2 separate regions of the Zea mays genome follow, and region 2 is linked to region 1. A link is a contact called in public Hi-C data. All regions are on one chromosome and are shown on one strand. The core of a region is the stretch at or near the end of the contact, and the rest is flanking DNA. Distances in the headings are between cores, read along the strand shown. Region 1 holds the start of LOC103648019 (serine carboxypeptidase-like 45). Region 2 holds the start of LOC542217 (lysosomal alpha-mannosidase).

The links. A called contact is a pair of places that touch in the nucleus more often than the background predicts.
Region 2: a contact with region 1 is called in a Hi-C map of tassel, with 3 times the contacts expected there. The contact joins the promoter of LOC542217 here to the promoter of LOC103648019 in region 1. A contact is called at or near these places in 2 of 25 Hi-C or Micro-C datasets (ear and tassel).

What each region holds. Positions count from the first base shown.
Region 1 is chr2:229,530,809-229,538,282 of Zm-B73-REFERENCE-NAM-5.0, reverse strand. It overlaps LOC103648019 (serine carboxypeptidase-like 45), which reads right to left and starts at 2,600. Exons shown (of 10, transcript XM_008672520.3): 1 at 2,066-2,600; 2 at 1,815-1,916; 3 at 1,541-1,636; 4 at 1,074-1,166; 5 at 866-948; 6 at 479-760; 7 at 264-391; 8 at 70-162. The coding sequence starts at 2,354.
Region 2 is chr2:229,827,627-229,834,355 of Zm-B73-REFERENCE-NAM-5.0, reverse strand. LOC542217 (lysosomal alpha-mannosidase) reads right to left here and starts at 3,686. Exons shown (of 29, transcript NM_001305853.1): 1 at 3,334-3,686; 2 at 3,031-3,114; 3 at 2,609-2,697; 4 at 2,335-2,509; 5 at 1,791-1,910; 6 at 1,546-1,632; 7 at 1,388-1,459. The coding sequence starts at 3,534.

The DNA.
Region 1 (7,474 bases), core at 1,351-3,850:
AATGTTAGAACCTTTGCTGCACTTGCAAATCTCAAACAACCCTTTTCATAATTCATACGCATGCTATACCTGTAAACCAGCACTCGGATCCCGGATCTCACGAGCGATCCGACGACGTTGATGGTCGGGATCTGCAGGTTGAGCAGCTCGTACTGGAGAACGCTGCAGCAGAAGCGGGACGTTAGCCATGTCTCCTTCAGACGGAACCGAACCGGTCGCACTTGCAGGCTGTGCAGCTGTGTCGAGCCGAATGGATAGGATACCTGCTGCAGACCGCCCACTTGTCGACGCCGACGAGCCTCGCGTGCAGCGCCGCCTGCACGTCCCGCCGGTTGAGGTACCTCACCGTCTCGTCCTCCACGCACACGTCGACCCGCTGCCCGACCTGCTCCTGCGCGCATTCCATTTCCGCATCAGAGTCGATTCTTCTTCTTCTTGTTCGTCAGGGCAGACAGACGAGACGGCGTATAATACGTACGTGCGGCGAGAGGGTCTTGGACTGGGAGAGCACGGACGAGAGGAAGACGTCGAGCGTGACGTCGTACTTGTCGACGAAGCGGCTGGTCTCGCGCGTCACCCGGTTCATCACCCTGGCGCACAGCGGCGACAGCGCGCCGCCGTAGTACTCGGCGACGTAGCGGGAGTAGTTGCAGGCGGAGGTGAAGGCGCGGAACGTGGCGTCGGAGATGAGGCCGTGCGACCAGAAGTACTCGGCGCGGGAGTTGAAGTCCGTCGCGAACTCCAGCACCGGGTTGCCCAGCTGATTCGGTTCACGGACCGACGGCCGATGCCCATCGTCAGATCAGAGGCAAAGAACGAGCAGAGTTTCAGTGCAGAGACAGGTCCAGGGTTCAGGGTTGCTTACGGCGACGCCTTTGAGGTTGAAGATCCTCTCCTCCTTGTTGTTGAACTCCACCATGGCCTCGGCGAGCTGCGGGATGTAGTGCCCTGCATAGCATTCCCGAAACCGAAACAGAGGCAGCGTTAATTAATAGCATGTTTCTCGATCGAAACAACGACCATGCTAGCTGAATGATAGCTGTGTATATTGTATATACTCCCTGTCCTCCTACCTGCGTAGCTTTCTCCGGCGATGTACAGGTCCCTGCCCCTGTACTGTGGGAACTTTTGGAGCCACCTTTGCAGGAACACCATGTTGTCCATGGCTTCATTGGTCCAGACCAGACGTGCATGCAGTGCAGAGGTGGTGGAGAAAGTTAGAAGGGATCATCATCACTCCCAGTCACACGCACTGCTGCCGCTGCTACGTACTGCTACTGCTCAAACAAAAAGATAGAGAGCATGGCAGCATGCCCCTCTCCTCCCCTCCCCTCCTTGCGTGTCACTTTTCTTACACACACCACCACCACCATTTTTCTTCAGCGCAAAACAAACAAAAAAAATCGCTGTTTTTTTATGCTTCGCTCTTGCTGCAGCAAACAGCACTGCTAGGAGCAGACTGTAATGTAACTGATGAACAGTGATAAAAGCTAACTAGGCCGCAACGCAAGCATGTAGATTGAGCATTCCGAGCAAGTACCTGTCATCTTGTCATCCACGCCCTGGTAGTAGGCAGCGTCGGCAGAGTATGAGTAGCCAACGCCAGCCGGCGTCTCCAGGTATATCACATTGGCCTCTGCAGTTTCCATGTTTTTATTTTTCTTTTTCTTTTTTGAGCAAGCAAGAAACAGCACTAAAAACTCACACCAAAAACCACCAGCAAGAACAGAGACAGAGAATGCAGTGAAGGAATTGGAACGGGCAGCAAGCAAAGGGATGCACATTCACCGTACGATACGTACGTACGTACGTACCTTTGTTCCAGCTGTATTCGTTCTTCACCAGCACCTGCCCACTAGGCCGGAACGGCCCGTTCTCTGAGAAGGCCCCTACGCCCAGCGACGAGCACCCAGGCCCTACAGGACCAGAAGGAATCTCAGAAAGAGCAAAGATCGGACGGGTAGATGACAAAAAAAAAACTTGGATCGAGCAAGGATTTCCTCTTTCATCACCAAGAGAGAAAGAAAAAAAATGTCGAACAAGAGCTGCAAAGAAGAGAACTCACCGCCGTTGAGCCAGAGGACGAGAGGCTTGGAGGCAGGGTCGGGGGCATCGGCCTCCACGAAGTAGTAGAACAGGGCCCGCTTGCCGCCGCCGTCGCCGTCCACGCCGACGTAGCCGGAGTACTGGCCGAAGCTCACCTCCGGCTGCCCGGGGAGCCGCGTGATCCTGTCCGCGGCGGCCGCGGCGGCTGCGCAGGAAGCCGGACGGCAGAGCGCGGCCGCGACGAGCACTAGCGCCAGCGCCAGTGGCCTGGTAATGAAGGAGCTCGCTGGAGCTAATGGCGTGGCCATGCCGCCGATCGGCCGATGGACAGAGATAGTGTGTGTGTGACTGGAGAGGGAGAGAGAGAGAGACAGGCGTGGAAGAGTTAAGTGTGCTCTTTTGCCTTGAGAGCACAAAAAAATAGTTTCAAAAGCTGAATGATTCAACGGGACGAGGAGGAGGTGGGGAGGGAGAGAGTGGGAGTGGCGGATGCAGGGAAGGGAGGGAGGGAGGGCCTGTGCTTGGCCTTGGAGCTGGAGAGGACGGAAAATATATATAGCAGTAGCAGGGGAAAAGGAGATGAAAGGTACGCTTTGTTAGGGCTGTTGGCGTGGTTTGTCAGTCCTCTCTAAACAAACATAGATGCAGTCACATGTGATCAGGATTAAGTTAAGGGTTGGAGCAACAGTTGCTTAACGCTTCCCATTTTTTTTTCTCTGAACGTCGATTGGGTTCAGGATTAAGATGATGCAGCAGCGGAGCAGCCCCATGTGCCTAGTTTGACGAACAAGGTAAGCATCGTAACCACAGTCAGATTAAAGCCACAGTAAGTCGCAGCGAACGGAGCTTTTTTTGCACCGGATGGACATTGACTTTCTCAAATTCCTTTTTCTTTTAGGCCTAGTTTGGATACTTTGGGATTAGAGTGTTTTGGTGGGATTGAAAAAGATGTAAATCCCTAATAGATCAAATATTCTCTCAATACATCTCAATTCACTCCAATCACATTTATTACTAGAGTACCTAAAGTAGGCCTTAATGTTCTGCCCACCAGTTTTAAATCACACCACTAGAGTACGTTTGGAGAAATATGCCTGACCTGAGCCGTGAACAAATTGTTTAGCAGGTCATCACATGACATGAAAGCGCGCGCGTCGAGAGGGACAAGATGGGCCCAAGGGGGGCAAAAGCCTTTGGTGCATTACAGAAAGTAGGCCTTTAGGGCTTCCACAGTTGCGCTTTCGTTTATCCGGCTGCTCGCCCTCTGCGCAGTAAGTAAGTGGTGGGGACTTCGTCCCCGCTTGTCAGCGTCATGATTCACACAGGCCAATGTGACCAATTGTTTCCTTCCATCGACTACTAGTTTCTCTGTGAGAAGAAAACTATTCAAGTGTTCCATCGACTAGTTGCATTCACAACCACAGGAACGGGAAATAAAAATCCCATATATTTTAAAGAGTGTGTGTTTTAGGCTTTTAGCTACATGCCACACTGAAGTTCGGCCAGAATTGTGGGTGGGGTTGAACCGTTGAAGTTGAAGCAACCGTGGGTGTGGGGCGCATTTCGTCCACGTCACGGCACGCCTTTCAACAGACATAACGGCAGCATAGTTGAAGTTATACAGTTGCTGTGTTCACGTGGCTGCTTAGAACCTAGGAAGTGGCCCTAGAAACAAACAGACGAAAAAAAAGAGAGTAAAAAGTAAACATAACGGCATCATAGTTGAAGTTATACAGGATGTAATAAGTACCGAAGATGAAAAATACAAACTGATGAAAATACAGTCTGTGTTAATTTTACTTGAACAAACCTTTCTAGAGCACTGAAGAAGAAGGAAAAAAAAACTCTGAAAGTTAATAATCATGGAATTTCATCTGTACGGTACAGAAGAATGTAGCGCGTACAACGACACATGCATCCGGCTAGTAAGTATAACCCAGAGGGCAGGCAGGAGGCAAAAGGCACACGGACAGGAAGGGGCAGGAGTGAGTGCAGAGGCAAAAGGCCGTGGTGGTCTGGAGTGGCATGTGACCCTGCGCTAATTACGGTTTGCAAATGGACGCGAGCGCCTGTTTTTTCCGTGGAGCGACATCCGGCTTCTGTCTGTCTGGTACCACGCCTTTGGTTTCTTGCCCAGGGGTCTTGTCCGTCGAGCATCTATCTATCTATCTCTCTGACTCTGTGTTGCGACGGCAGCGAGGCTGGCTGGCTGACTGCCTGAGTGATTGATTGGCTTTTAGCGCTGCTGAGACCACTGTCTCGCAAATTTTCAGGAAGGAAACAGTATTACAGATGCGAACACCAAGATTCCCCACCCGAACCATAAAGAAGAAACGGGATCTTCACAAGCTACGCGTGCATCAAGAAACTCTGCCGGTAACACAGCAGCCGGCAGTTACACAATGCTACTTACAAAGCTAGAGGGACGACAAGCCCCTGCTGTGTTATGAAAAGGATGAACAGGCAGGCAACCCCGTGCAATTATTGAGCTAACACAAGCTGCTCCCAGCTTTAGGACAAAAACTAATCACGCTCAAGCGCAAGGGGACGTCTCGGTGTCTAAAAAGATGGCGCCACATATAAATTAAATCTAAGGTAAGGCGTGTGTTGTGGCCGTCCCGGCCCACATGCTCTCCCAGGCTTTAAGAGTAGTAGTAAGTACTACGCAAAGCCTGAAAACTGCAGCGGATGTTCTATGGAGGGGGTCTCCGGTTAGACGATTTCAGTCGTCTAAACTGAGATCACTTCTCTAAAAGTGCTTCATCTAAACCTAAATTTTATTTCATTCGAATATTAATTCATATAGGTAGGGCCTTGGCGACCTTCAACTCATGCTGCTGCCTTTTGGAGTAAAGCCGGAGGAGATCGCTTGCCTTCTGGAACACCTACTTTAATTTGCAGTCTGCGCGCTAGCAGGTACTATTGTTGATGCGCTGCTAATGAAGTGGTTTACTGATCCTGTGCTAGCTAGTACGTATACATGAAGTTGCATTATTAGGGCCCGGGGCTATTTAGGACAACCGCTGGATGTAATAACTCGAGCTGGCCCAACAAGCTAGCTCCTTAGCTTAGTTCGTTAAGATATTGAGTAAGAGGGCTGCCTCACCCCGTTCGCCAACTTAAGCTCTATTTCATTTAGCTCGTGGACACTCTATTTCATTTAGCTCGTGGACTATAGCAAAAAAAAAACATACTCCCTCCGTTCATAAATATATATGACACCGTTGACTCTTTTAAAAAAACTTTAGTCACTCGTCTTATTCACTAAGGGCTATTTTGGAAACTCAAATCCCCTTCAAACTAGTCCTAAGATAAAACTGACAATCACTACCGGTCTCCATTACTGTTAGAAATCATACCAAGCGCTACCGGACACATCTGCTTTACGTTGATGTCATTACGCGTCCTAGGCATTCCAAAGAAAACATGCCAAATCCAAAGATCTTTTGAAGTCATGCTTCTAGTATAATTGTAGGTTCATGCACATGTCCACTGTACATACCTTGTAATGCAGACGGGCAATTTTTCCACCTCCAGTGCATGTAATCTATGGACCCAAGCATACATGTAAAACATCTACTCCCATTAACTGCAAGTAATCTAGCAATGTCATATTCGTCGGGCTCTCTCAAGTACTCATCTCCAAAAACTTGAACAATAGTTGTGACAAACCTTCATAGACTTTCAACAGCAATACTCTCACCAATCACCAATGTGAATGTAATCATCTGTAGCATCAGTTGTCATTCCATAAGTTAGCATCCAAAAAAGCAGCAATAACCTTCTGCAAACTAGATAACCCAAGCTTTCCTGTTGCGTTTCTTTTTTGAACAAAATATTCACCATGCTGCTCAATAGCATTGAGAATGCGTATAAAAAGTGTACGCCGCATTCAAAACCTATATAGATATATTAATCAAACCCAAATCAAATTATTACAATTCAAGGTAACCAACATGGAATAATTGATTCCATACCTTTGCCTAAAATAACTTGAGCTATAGGTTGGATAATCTGCAAAATAATCTTGATATAGCCTCGCATGTCCTTCCTCTCTATTACGTCGAACAGTTTGACGGCCATGAACAGAACTGCGGCGTCTCGATTCTTCATCAAACTGATCTCCATCAATGACCAAATGCACGACATTGAAAAAGAATTCTTCTTCGTCATCTGAGGATGATGAATCCAACACCTGCTTAACAAGCCTGCTCTGCTTTGTCGACTCATCAATTATTATTATTTTCTCTCTTGGCCTTTTCGTCGTTCCTCTCACCCGTGGCGTCCTACTAGCATATCCCCCACTCGATGTACATGTACGTACGTATCATGCATGTATGCCATGTCATTGCCCAGTAGGACGTCCAAGCTAGGACGAGAGACCCAAGGGCAGCTGCAATAATTCATCCATCCGAGACGAGAACGACACACGTCTCACATGCATGCATGCTCCCTTTTTTCTTGTCTTGGGATTCCAAGATTCCAAAATCCCAGGTGGAGGTTGCATTGGTTGGGTGAGGCACCGAGCGACCAGTACAATGTGCCGTGGTGGCATGGCATGACAGCGGCGGCTAGCGGCCGGCAGTGCCAAGGTCGCGGCAGGGCATGCATTGTCAGCAGCAGTCCAGAGGCCCTCCTGGTACGTGTCGTAGTACCAATAAAAAAAGATTCCAGCCAATTCCTGCACGACGGTTTCATTCATGACTATCGATGCTATCTACTATTTCAAACTCTACTATATAAATAATATAAAACCATGCATATGGCCATATACATTGTAAACTATATTACTATATTAGTATAACATAGGTACGTTGTAACGGTACACCAATCATATTTGATGTTATAATGCAACAATCATTTGATATCCGATGGTCTAATGGTAAGCCAGTGCGATAGACCCTCTTAAAAATAAATTTAAAACTAAAGTAGAACCTCCCTATAAAAATAAATTTAAAACTAAAGTAGAACCTCCCTATAAAAATAAATTTAAAATTAAATTTGACATATAGCCCACATACCAGATATTAAACTATGTATACTGCAAAATGTATGAGTTGAAAAGAATACATACCCTTTTTTATAGCTCGCTCGGCCGCTCGTCCTACTTCAGCTAGTGACGTGGTACTATCCAGGAGCGCTGCATGTGACTTTATTTCATATTGGGCTTGAGAGTTTTCTCATAGCCCATCTAGGAGGTAACGACCTCATTGTTAGTTGAGACGTGAGGGACAAGAAACATATCTACGCGCTTCGTATGTGACACATGGCGCACGCACAAAACTCGTGCTTTAAAAGAGTATAGAGATAGTATCGTCCGGGAGTACTGCGTTGCGTGTGGGTACGTTCGCGTCATCTTGGACTTGGGTGTTTTCTTATGACCCGTCTGGAGGTAACGGTCTAGTTGTTAGGTGAGATATGGGTGGAT
Region 2 (6,729 bases), core at 2,437-4,936, 290 kb before region 1:
TACAGAAATTGGTGATGGTCGTAACACCTTATTTTGGAGGGACAGATGGTTGATGGGGTTGAGGATTGAGGATCTAACTCATCATATTTTCGCCCTCGTCCCGACCAGGATTACCAATAGGAGAACGGTGGCTGAAGGTGTCGTGGAGATGGCTTGGATTCGGGACCTGAGAGGCACCATCACTTGGGATGTCCTCTCTGATTTTTTAACTCTTAGTGAAGTCATTGCAGATTACTCCATTAATGTTGGAGTGCCAGACAAGCATATCTGGAAATTCTCCCCGACAGGCCAATACTCTTCAAAGTTGGCTTATGATATGTTATTTCTTGGTTCCACTTCTTTGGGCGCATATGAGCGCATCTGGGAATCTTGGGCACCTTCAAAGTGCAGTTTCTTCCTTTGGCTTGTCATGCACAACAAATGCTGGACCGCAGACCGTCTTGCTAGAAGGGGGCTACCCCACCCCAGTGTGTGCCCCTTTGCGACCAAGAAGAGGAAACAATACAACATCTTCTCATCTCTTGCGTCTTTGCACGACAGTTCTGGTATTCCTTGTTAAGCAGGTCTGGGTTGCCTAACCTTTCACCATATAATGCTAATTGCAGCCTTGATGACTGGTGGAGCAGGGCTGTGGAGAAGATTCCCCGTGATCTCCAATCCGGCTTCAATTCTCTAGTTATTCTTGGCGCTTGGAGCCTTTGGCGTCATCGCAACGACTGTGTGTTTAATGGGAGATCGCTGAGCCTGGCGAGTGCTCTCACCCTCGCTGGCGATGAGCTCAGGATGTGGTGTAGTGCCGGGGCAAAAGGGTTGAACCTGCTTTCAACTCTTATGTTTATGCTTGACCCAGGGGGATAGTCTAGTGGCTTGTTCAGAGTGGTTGTGTGTGGTTGATGTGTTGCGTCTTGTGTCTTGTTGTGTCATGTGTGTGTGTGTCGTGTCAGGTGTGTGTCGTGTGTGGTGTGTTGTACCTTCTTCTATCTATTAATGGAATGATACGCAGATCTCCTGCGTGTTCGAGAAAAAAAAATAAGATAGCCCCTGGGGATTTTGCTAAGAAAAAAGACATTCTCATGCAGGTCAAAGAAACCTCTGAACCCCTGCCCATACACACAGTGTCGTAGCCCATATGAAAATGACCATGATCTAGGCCAGACCTTAGACCTGTGCTTTGGCATGATGGAACAGATAAGAGGGGGTTTTAACCCTAGCCTTAAATTCACTATCCACAGGGAGTCAGAACCTAGGACCGCAGTGCTACTAGAGCCACCTAACCAACTCAGCTAGAGGCCCATTTGCATATATATCCACAAAGAAAGTGCATCAGCACAAAAGATGAAAGTACTGATAACTGAATGTACTTGTACTTGTGTTCAAGAAGATGTACCTGTGCTACAGCTGCAGCAACAAAATCATTAACTCGTTCTTCAACATTATAATCGAAAAGAAGGGGATCATCCTGCGTGGAGGAAAACCAGGAATTGGCTCATGCTAAGTGCTTGAATAATACACAATATCTATAGTACCAAATTTCTGATTAATTACCTGGACAACAGGGGAATTATCATCAACTTCAAAATAAAAATCACCAGGAGGTGGTTCATAGTTTTTTGGAAAGATGCCAGCAAAGATCTGAAAGAAACATATAGGTTTGAAACAGAAACAAAACAAATTGTGTCAAAAATTGAAGCGGGTTAGCACTTAGCATCTATGGCATCATGGAAATATTTGTAAATGGAACATATAACGAGGTGCATTGTGTACTTTTGAAAAAGAAACAAGCCACTTACATCAGCCGATGAGCCCAAGGTCTTGGAGCCCCTCCATACAACCTCGAGTTCTTTTGTTCCTTTCCGTGTATCACGGTCTTGGTAATCAATCCGGAAGAAATAGAAAGCATCGAATCCTACCTGATAGGCAATAAAATATTTAGTGAGCCATCTCTCTTCTAGTAAGTCAAATATGTTCCTTGAACACCACAGGTGCAACTGTTACTTCAGTTAAGGAAATGAGTTTGTTTTAGACAATACTAGTTCTGTGGCTAGTCAAGAAGTGTGTTTACCTGTCAATCACACAAATAATAAGGGCAGTAGCAGAAACGACAAGAGATCATTAATTTCTTATTGTCCATGGCTACATGTTGTATATAAGTAGCTATACCTACAATAGAAGGTCTAGTCCGCAAAAGAAAAAAGTGAAATATCCAAACATTCAGGTTTCCAAATATTGTGGATATTTCTATAATGATGATACGTACATTATTGTGGAAATGCAAAAATTCATTTTATCATGCAATGGGACGAAACTTGAATATGAAACAAAAAAAACAATTACTTCTGCGCCAAGAAGGTAAGCCTGAACCGCAGAGTGCCCAAACGGATCAATCTGCCAGCCAATCCGTGGGATCTGGCCAAACTCCTCCTTGATGTACTTGTGTCCAAGTGTAGTCTGATCGATCATGTCAATATAGTGTACAGCCGCCTCATCGTGCATGCACATGCCACCATTTCTTCGAGACCAGAAGCAATATGTCATTCACCACAGAACAAAAATAACTTCTGGCAATACAATCTATAGAGTGGCAGCTACAAAACTTGAAGGAACATACATTAATTCCAGCCGTCCAGAGCTGATGAGCCCCTTCACTGTATCCTTGATCATGTCATTCTGGTTCCTCCACCATCTTTGGAAGAATGCCTGCAGCCGTACTCGTACATATATAACCACAGGTCAGGAAAAAAACAAAAGTAAAAAAAATCTCCATCTAAAAGATAGCCCACTCTGCACTACTTCACGAAGGGTTTGGATGCAGTTATTCGGAGTTGTAATCTAACTTCCGTTCCCTGCGTCGGCAGCAAGGAACATAGACTGTATGTACTAGTTCCACAAGCCCACGGAACCAACAGAATGGCCACAGGTAGATGTGCATTGCTTCCTATCCTCCAATTTTCACACACCAAGTTTGCCACAGCCCAGCTTACGGCGCATCGGAGGCTCGACAGTTGCAAGTCACTACTATTTAGTATTTACCTGCTCAACATAGATGAACTTTCGGTTCTCGTCCTTGAGAAGCGCCGGGATGAGCGAATCCAGCACGTTCTGCACGCATGCCCCCTTCAACCAGGAAAAAAACACACCAAATTAGTTTAAACAAGGTAGAGCCAAGTTGACGAAGAACAAGCACAGTTCAGAAAATTAGTTACGGATCCCCGGACCCGAAAGCATGCGCAAGCGATTAGCGCGCCAATGCTAGGCTCCAAAAAAAACAGTCAAATTAACCGCGCGCGACGAAATCGGAGAGCGGAGGTCAGCGCGGCGGAGCAGGCGCCTCACCTGGATGGAGTTGTTGGATCCGACGTAGTACTGGTCTACGGTCTTGAGCCATCCGACGTCGTCGTGGGTGTGCGGCACGACGTGCACGTTGAGCTTCCCCGGCACCACCCCCGCCGACGTGTTGTAGGGGATGTACACCGCGCCCGCGGCGGCGAGGACGGCGGCGACGGAAAGGAGGAGGGCGAGTCGAACGGGGCCCATGAAGGCGGGCGCGCTAGGAGAGTGGAGCGTGGAAAGGGAGGATGCAGCGGTGGCCGCCGGGAAGCGGGGACTGTGATTGACTGTAGACTGTTGTTGCGACCGGCGGAGGCCTCAGGTCAAGCAGGCAAGCAGCTAAGAAGAAGCTTGGGACGGGGCCCCACCTGGCGGTGGGCGACGATGCCCGGCGAGTAGCTGGCGGCCTGGCGCACTCGCTGCGCCACGTCAGCGTCCCGACTCCCGTGGGGTGGTTTCTGCAAATGAGTATCCTCTCGAGTGGGGTCTTGGGTGGGGCCATGGGGGCGGGGGTAGAGATGGCAACGGGTACAAACCCGCCGGGTTTTGCTATCCCAGACTCATACCCGTGAAAAATATTTAAACCCATTAAAAAACCCGTACTCGTGACGGGTTTGAAATTTTGCCCAAACCCGTACCCATCGGGTTAGCGGGTACCCACGGGTTACCCGCGGGTTTTATCTCCAATATACTTATTCTTTCTATAATCAATAAGTATCGTAATGATTAATGAGATCATGGTCCAAAATTTATGTAATGAACAACGAGTTCATGATTTGGTATAAAAAATATTAGTAGAGAGAATTAAATACAAATAATAAGTTGTATAATCAAGTTACCTTGCACTAAGTTATACATCCACCACATATATAACGCTAGTAATAACTATAATAACAAGCAAGCAACACTCTCACCAACTACTTATACATTCACTATTTGATAAAAAATAGGAAGTAAATAGGTAGATAACAAGTTTGTTGTTCGTTTATAAAATAAAATGACAATATACACTAGGTTTGGTCGGGTTTAAAAAACCCACGGGTTCACGGGTTTGGGTACTATAGGAACAAACCCGTACCCATGAACCCGTCGGGTATACATTTATGCCCATTAACAAACCCATGGGTATGAAAATTGACCCAAACCTGTACCCTAATGGGATAAAAACCCATCGGGTTTCGGGTTTCGGGTACCCATTGCCATCTCTAGGCGGGGGAGGTCCAAATTGGTTTTCCTTTTATTTATATCCGAAATATCGTGCCGCTATCATTCCTATAATTTGGGAGGGAAAATGTATAATACCCTGTTTTGGATATTGGAGCACGGAATTAGAAATTATAACAAGATTTTCATAATTCTATTATTTTGTTGCATATAGAATCGAGATTTGGAATCAAAGACTTAATTATCTGAAATTGGACTATAACTAAAAATTCTCTCTGTCAATACAAAGCATCACTCATCTATAGTGTGTGAAATTGAACCACACAATTCTAAAGTCCAATTTAATAACATCCAAACAATAGAATTGAAATTATATCGCATCTCAATATCACTGTTGATTTGATATTAAAACCAATTCAAAATCGACATCCAAACAAAGCATAACAAAATTGACCGCACGGATGGATTTACTGTATAGTAATGTAACTACGTACTTCCTACTGGTCAAAATAGTTACATTTGACTACTGCTTTGCACGGCGGGAACTACTTACAAAATACGACAGCATTGCGTGACACGACAAGTATCTTTGTGTACACATATATATAATCTCTTTAGTTTTCAAATATAATGTATAGTAGATATGTACTCGTCAACTTTCAAATCTCAATCGTCGACTCGTCTTATGCTTACAATATAGGTACATTTCGTTGGGCTTAACTTATTTTTCATCTTGTATTTAACAAAAGCAAAAAATTGTGGTCCGTACTATTTGTTGCTGCTGTAGCAAGCTATGTCAGCACTGAAAACAAAGCAACAGCATGTAATACTCCCAACTAAAATTCGTTTTAGGTTTTTAATGGATTCATACAATGTATTTGTATAATTGTCTAGATTCGTCTTCATTCATTTGAATATAAATGTAAAAACAAAGAGCTAAAACGAATACTAATTTAGGAGAGAGAGTATATATTTACTCCTACCAAGCTACCAACATTTTAAGCAAACAACTCGTGCGACAAGCACAAGCTATGCCAAATATTACCATGGTCTCTTGTTTTGCAATGTCACATGGATGGTTACAAGCTCTTCCCTACGATTCATAAGCTAATGATTAGAGGTTTTCCACTATGATTCATGAACTATGCATACTTTGAGAGGATTCACTATGATTCGTAAAAGTAATTATTACAGGTTCTTCACTATGATATATAAAGTATATATATTGCCATACAAGTTTCGCCCAAATTTAAAGGGGCTAGCCGTAGTAATATATACTGGTTGATTATATTGAACGTTTTTTTACTAAAGCAGGGGGGGAGGGGAAAATTTCTTCTGGTGTCCACTGTCCAGAGAAGCGTACATTTGCATGCCACGGTGCTAAATACTACTCCATCTATTTTTTATTTATTTATCGTGTTTTAGTTAAAATTAAAAAATAAACTAGCCATCGATAAATATTTGAGAACGAATGTAGTAGTCGTTTTAGCTCTTAGTTTTTATGTCTACATTTAAATAAATGAAGATAAACCTAGACACATATAAAACATATACAATAAATATTGTATGAACCTATTAATTAACTAAAACAAATTTTAATTTAGAATAAAGGGAGTAATGTAAAGTGTTGTGCATGTCGATGTAAATTGGATGGGCATTGAAGGGCCCCTGTGCAAAAACGAGATCGGATAAGGAAGGTGACAGACATAGACATCACAACTTGAAGAATCAAATCAAATCCAAAAAATATCCCTGCACATGCGGACACGCCACTCCGGATAAATAAAACACCAATGAGATGGCTTTGCCACGTGTGGTCCACACCATCGGTTGCTTCATCGCCGTCAAGGCCCATGGGCTGTGTTGTTTCGTTTCCTCCACCTGATGCGCATAGGGAGTTTGACGAACCTTTGGCCCATGGAATTGTTTGCCCCCTTGATCATTTAGAAGGAATCCGCGATGCTGCGCCTCCGTCATGCAATGCCGACCTGGTCTGGCTTCAGAGAGTTGTGTACCAACAAAAAAAGCACGGCATATAACCTCAATTAGTTAGCTAATTAGAGGACATATCAAGTGAAAACTGCAAACTTATTTAGGTACAAGTTTCTTCTGCCTCTGAAGTCAAAGATAGAACTAGAATAAAAATTTAGCTTACTTATACTCCCTCCGTTTTCAAATTAGTATTTGTTTTGGCTCTTGGTTTGTAATGATTATATTTAAATGGATGATGATAAATAT